Regions from separate parts of the Cricetulus griseus genome. Here region 1 is linked to region 2. Evidence: chromatin contacts called from public Micro-C data. All regions are on one chromosome and are shown on one strand. Each heading gives the region's core, a stretch centred on a gene start, on an enhancer-like site or on the middle of the called end of the contact. The rest is flanking DNA. Distances are from core to core; before and after follow the strand shown. Region 1 has its middle 19 kb from the start of Slc2a6. Region 2 holds the start of LOC100770865 (surfeit locus protein 1).

Region 1 (2,700 bases), core at 99-2,598, 130 kb before region 2:
AGATGCTGCAAGCGAGACTTAGGGAAAAGCTTTGGCCAGAAGACTCCTCTGTGAGCATGGAGGATGAAGGTCACGGTGCTTTTTCTCTGCTGTAACCTTAGAGGGTGGAGACAGGGAATGGCAGACTTTTGTAAGCCTGAGAGAAAGGTGCCATCACCAGAACTATGAACACAACTTCTGAGCCCCCAGTGCCATTCCCCAAACTCTGAAAGCCAAAAGGCCTTGGCCTCTGTCCAATTACTCAGGAGTCATTGGTCCCCTAGAGGGCCTGGCACCTGTGGTGGGGGACCCCTTGGTCAGCAGAGATGCTGAGGAAGACATTGACTTCTCCCACTGTCATTCAGGGAACAGCTGGGCACAGCTGCATCCAAGTACACTGCTCCAGCGCTGCCTGGAACACAGGGTCAGACACCATTCCCTTCATGGGCCCCTCTCCAGTAAGCCAGGCCAAGGGACGGCGTGTCCTCGGGCTTGCCTGGCCCTATCCCAGGTTGACAAAGCAGTCCCCCAGTCTGTGGTGGGAGGACAGTTCTATCTCAACCAGAGGAACGTGCATGCTTTTCTCTGATGCCTTCCCAAACTGGGGCTGACTGTGAGGCAGGGTCAGGGTGCTGGCATTCTCCCAGAGTGGCTGGGGGATAGCTAGGGAGGGCTTGGAAGGAGCTAGAAGTCTTGCTGTGGGAACTGAAGAAAGCGGTCAAGCTGTCCCCGAATCATGTTCCACAATGCCCAGCCTTCTTCTGCTTGTGAACCAGGCCTTGAGGAAGCTGCCCTCCCACCCATGCCACCAGGATACCTAGAACACCCATGCACTCTCCACTTCTGATCCCTGCTCCAGAACTTCTCTGCAGCTCTCTGCTGGCCCACTCAAGCCTGGATCCCTCCTAGAGGCAGAATGCTCATTGGTTCCTATTGCTGGGTCAAACACTATGACCAAAAGCAACTTGGGGCAGAAAAAGGTTTGTTTGGCTTACAGGTTACAGCCCATCATCAAAGGAAGCCAAGGCCGGAACCTGGAGGTGGGAACTGAAGCAGAGACCACAGAAGAATACTGTTACTGGCTTGTTTCCCATGGCTCTCTCAGTGACCTTTCTTAAACAGCCCAGGCCCACACTGGACTGGGCCCTCCTGCATGTTAGATATCAAGAAAATGTCCCACAGACATGCCCACAGGCCAATCTACTGGGGGCAACTCTTCAGTTGAGGTCCTCCTTCCCGGGTATCTCTAGCTTTGTTTCAAATCCACAGAAAGTAAACAGGACAGGCAGCTTCCCCTACTCTGTCATTCCGGTCTCAAGGTCTACCCCCTTTCAGCTCACAGGCAATACAGTCAGTGATGATTCAGGGTGAGTTCAGAAACTTGCTCAGTCACCCACATGTGGCAGAACACTACAGGCACACCGATAAACAAAAGACCATTATAGCAGCCTGCTGTCCCTGATGTGTGTCTCTTTGGTCACTGCTGTTCCCAATCCGCCGCAGGAAATGGACCATCTAACTTCTGAGATGACCCATCCTGGTGGGTTGAACTGCCACCCCAATTCCACAGCGGAGGCTTCTAAAAGTCAAGGAAGTTGGTTGTTGTGCCCAAGATGAGTGAAAAATGACCTTAGCCCTGACTGCCTCATGCCCTTTGCTCTGATCACCACAGGCTTCCTGGTGCACACCGAGTCCTGTTCCAGCGTGGTCCCTAAAACACCCTGTGTCCCTGCAGTGTGATCTCCCATGAGCGCTTGTTTCACATCTGTCCCCTCCCAGACCACCCGGTCATCCAGAGCAAGACGGGCAGACAGGAGTTCCCAGGAGGGGGCCTGTCTTGCAGGGATGCGTGCCCTGTACAGTGGCCAGCCAGCTGCCACCACCCCCCAGGAATCCTTCCCAGAGGCTTGGCTGCTGCGTGGCCAGGGCCAGTGACTGGAGGAGTCAAGGGTTTCAGCTCCCGCTGGGGGGAAGGCCAAGTCAGCTGCAGCTGGGCTTCCCAGAGGCCAGGAACTGGTTCCAGGTCATCAAGTCTGCACCAGGCCAGCCAGCTTTGCGGATGGAATGGGGGGGGGGCGGGCGGAGAGCGTCTGCAGATGCCAGTCCTGAGCTGCAGTTTGAGCAAGCTGAAGCATGTGGTGCTTCATACAGACTAGATGGAGCACTGGGTCTTGGAGTTGGGGACCCTAGCTACCCAAAAGAGTGCCTCCTGCATTTCTAAAAGGCTACTTGGTATGGGGCTAGCCTGCATCTGAGAACCTACAAGTTCTGGAGTATCAGTTACCTAGACAAGTGTGTGGGGCTTTCTACATCTAGATCCAGAAGATAGGGTGTCCTTTACATAGCCCCACATTCCAAGTACAGCTGGGATGGATTTTCAAGCTGGAGTGCCACTGAGCTGCAGGCCACACCATGTAGCCATTCTGTGGCCCAGCCCCTAGGGACTGGAGGGTTAAATGTAGATATGTTGTTTAGACTTCTAAACAGGAGGGACAAGAGCCTGGACTGGAAGGGGCAGTACGGAGAGCCTTGATGGGCAAGGCTCTTCCTTGCCATAGTGTTACCTAGAGAGAGAAGAAAGAAGCAAGAGAGAGGTGCAGAAGAGACTGGACCCTCCCGCCTGGGTGCACAGCAATGCTGCTCAGCCCAGGGAGTAACACATCTCAGTGGGCCCTGTGAACTGGCGGCAGCAGAGCTCCAGGCCCAACATAGAGGCGCCCC
Region 2 (2,700 bases), core at 25-2,524:
TTTACAGTGGTGAGGTCAGGAGCCACTGGCCCTCTCCTCATGTGCAAAACCAACCAAGTATACCAACAATGGACAATGAAGGACGATCAAGGCATCTTTCTGGCTTTTGGGGACAGGGGACATACATCCTAAAGCCTGAGCCTCTGGTGGTGACTTACATTGATGAAGTGCTCTCTGATACCTCCGGCCTTGGGTGTGCCTCAGCACATGCTCTGGAAACTTGTTGATGTGCCTCAGGGTGAGTTTGCAGAACAGTTGGTGCCTACAGGGCAAACAGATGATACGGAGAGGCAGTGTATACAAAGGACCAGACCTATGGGCTCCATCATGACTGCAAGCTGCAAACACCTGCCTTTCTGCGGGGGATGCTCTGCATTTAGTCTCAGGTGTCTGCACTTTGAAAAACTCCCCAACCACAGGGCATAGTAGCCTGCTTATAATCCCAGTATCCAGGAGGCAGAGAGGCAGGTTGATCTCTGAGTTGAGGTCAGCCTGGTTTACACAGCAAATTCCAGGCCAACCAAGCTACAAAGGCTTACTTTCAAAAACAGCTTCACAATTAGCGTATGGGATAAGGACCCAGATTGTCACCCACCCAAGAAAAAGAAACTGCAGTTTCACACTGCTCCAGTGTTCGTGTATGGGGAACCGGCTCAGGGAGTTCCATGTGAGGATATATCAACCACACAACCATAGGAATACCAAACGGTGAAAGCGGCACTGTGGCCTCGGGTGACTATATGCAAGGGCAAGTGGCAGTGGAAGACCATTATATGCTCAGAACCGGGGCACAGGCTCTGCACCCTGGTGCTGGCCGGCCACCTACGTACGGATTCTTTGTGCTGGGCACGATGTGTGGCTCGAACGCTGTGTAATCGAAGGCCGAGGAGGCTCTGGACAGCCGCTGGTACTTCTTGCCGCGGGTGTAGACCTGAAGCTCTGGCAGACGGCAGGGTAGCTCATGGCCAGTTAGGGAGCAGCGCACCTGTAGATGGAGCCCTGTCAGCAGGTGGTTCTTGCCAGCCCCGCCCCTCCCCTGCACTGTCCTCCGGGTCCCACTGCTTTCTACTCCCGGGTCCCACTCCTCCCCGAAACGGTCCTTCCGGGTCTCACTCCTCCCGAGTTCCGTTCTTTCTAGTCCCTACTCCTCCCCGGACCTTGTGAGTGTTGGGCAGAAGCCTCAGGCTGGGGTGCTGGCGCAGGAAAGCTCGCACATCAGGAGATGGTTCGTCCATGATGTGAAACACCCATCAGACGCCGCTGCTCCCACGTGGGGCAGAGCGCCGTCCCGGAAGCAGATTTCTCTGTCCCGGAAGTGTTCAAAGATGGCCGCGGTGATGGCTTTCGCTGTGCTGCGGCAGCGGATGATGCGGTGGCCCCAATCGTCCTACGCGGGGCTGGTGAGCACGGGACCCGGGAGGACCCTGCCCAAGAGGGGCCGGGAGAATCGAGCTGAGAATGGAATGGGGTCGAGGAGGACCTTGCCCAAAAAGATTTGCCTGGGGTCGAGCGGGACTGGGTTGGACAGCGTCAGGTGCTCGCGCTTGGCGTCCCTGAGCTTACTTAGCCCCGTGCCCTGTTGGGTTCCTGTAGGCCCCGCTCCGAGTTGCCAGAGGGAGCGTCCTTGGATTTTCTTTCCGCTCAGGTGAGAAGGGCTCAGACCTGGGTGCGGTTGGGACACCTGCCTTCATTCAGCCCGCTGTGGTCTACTGGGTGTATTGTAGTGGGAGCGGATTGGGCACAATTGTCCTTCCTACATCCTCTGCGGGCATACCCTAAGTCTTGTCGAGGAGTTGGCCACACAGTTCTAGGGCTTCTGACCCCATGCCAGTATTGTAAAACTCTCTCCAGGGATGGTCTGGAGGCCAAGCAGTTCTACAGCTGAAGCAGCCGCCACTAAAGCAGAGGACAGCTCTTTTCTCCAGTGGTTCCTGCTTCTCATCCCTGCTACTGCTTTTGGCTTGGGGACTTGGCAGGTGAAGACTGGCCTCTAATTTGGGTGTTGCTGGGCCTTGGGCCCCATTGTTGTTTGCTTAGCTCACGTTGTTTCTGTAGGTCCAGCGTCGGAAATGGAAGCTGAAACTGATTGCAGAATTAGAGTCTCGAGTCATGGCTGAGCCCATCCCTCTGCCTGCAGAGTGAGTGTGGCTGCCTACCCATTCCATCCTATTTAGTAGCAGCAGTGGGTCCCTGGCTTCTGTTTGGTTCTGTCTTCTCAGTAATTTCTCTGCCCTTGGGCAGGAATCCTCAAAATTTCCCACTAGGCTGGCTGCTGATTGCCTTTATGAAGCTGCCAAAGAGCGTGGAACAATATAGGAAAGATGTGTATTTGATGCCAGATTTCCCTTTCCAGGTCTTGCTGGATCCCCCATAGTGGTGATAGTTCTTTGTAGCACCGGTGGGTGATAATATAGGTCTCAATATGAAGGTGACAAAAGTGTCCTCTAAAGAGAGTCCAAACCACGGGATAGGTAATATGTGGTTTGGACTCACATTTTGTTAATTTATGTAAAGTGGAAACACTTCCTTTGAAAAGCTGGGTTTTGGTGGCATCAAAGGCTGGTGTTGAGATCACCCCTATAAACTGATGATCCTCACTGGGCCTTTCTTATACCCTTTCTGTCTGATGGTCTTGGTAACTTGCCCATAGCCCTTCCTTCCCCTCTTCTCATTGTAGCCTAATGGAACTGAAAAGTATGG

What was found. Hi-C and Micro-C count contacts between places; a contact is called where the count stands out from the background.
Region 1: a Micro-C map of the CHO-K1 cell line shows a contact between it and region 2, with 2.4 times the contacts expected there. The contact joins the enhancer-like site here to the promoter of LOC100770865 in region 2. A contact is called at or near these places in 6 of 8 Hi-C or Micro-C datasets (the CHK-Q cell line, the CHL-YN cell line, the CHO-K1 cell line and 2 more).

The regions. Positions count from the first base shown.
Region 1 is chr6:138,724,964-138,727,663 of CriGri-PICRH-1.0, reverse strand. No RefSeq gene overlaps it. Among named protein-coding and RNA genes, the nearest start is that of Slc2a6, 19 kb to the right of the region's middle. Within about 2 kb of position 1,348, at least 2 of the 6 cell types and tissues checked have open chromatin away from gene starts, as enhancers often do. A contact at or near this core is called in the CHO-K1 cell line, where this site is marked.
Region 2 is chr6:138,597,371-138,600,070 of CriGri-PICRH-1.0, reverse strand. LOC100770865 (surfeit locus protein 1) reads left to right here and starts at 1,274. Exons shown (of 9, transcript XM_027422992.2): 1 at 1,274-1,400; 2 at 1,594-1,645; 3 at 1,852-1,976; 4 at 2,056-2,138; 5 at 2,678-2,700. The coding sequence starts at 1,326. Surf2 (surfeit locus protein 2) reads right to left here and starts at 1,289. Exons shown (of 6, transcript XM_027422997.2): 1 at 1,158-1,289; 2 at 831-985; 3 at 159-262. The coding sequence starts at 1,235.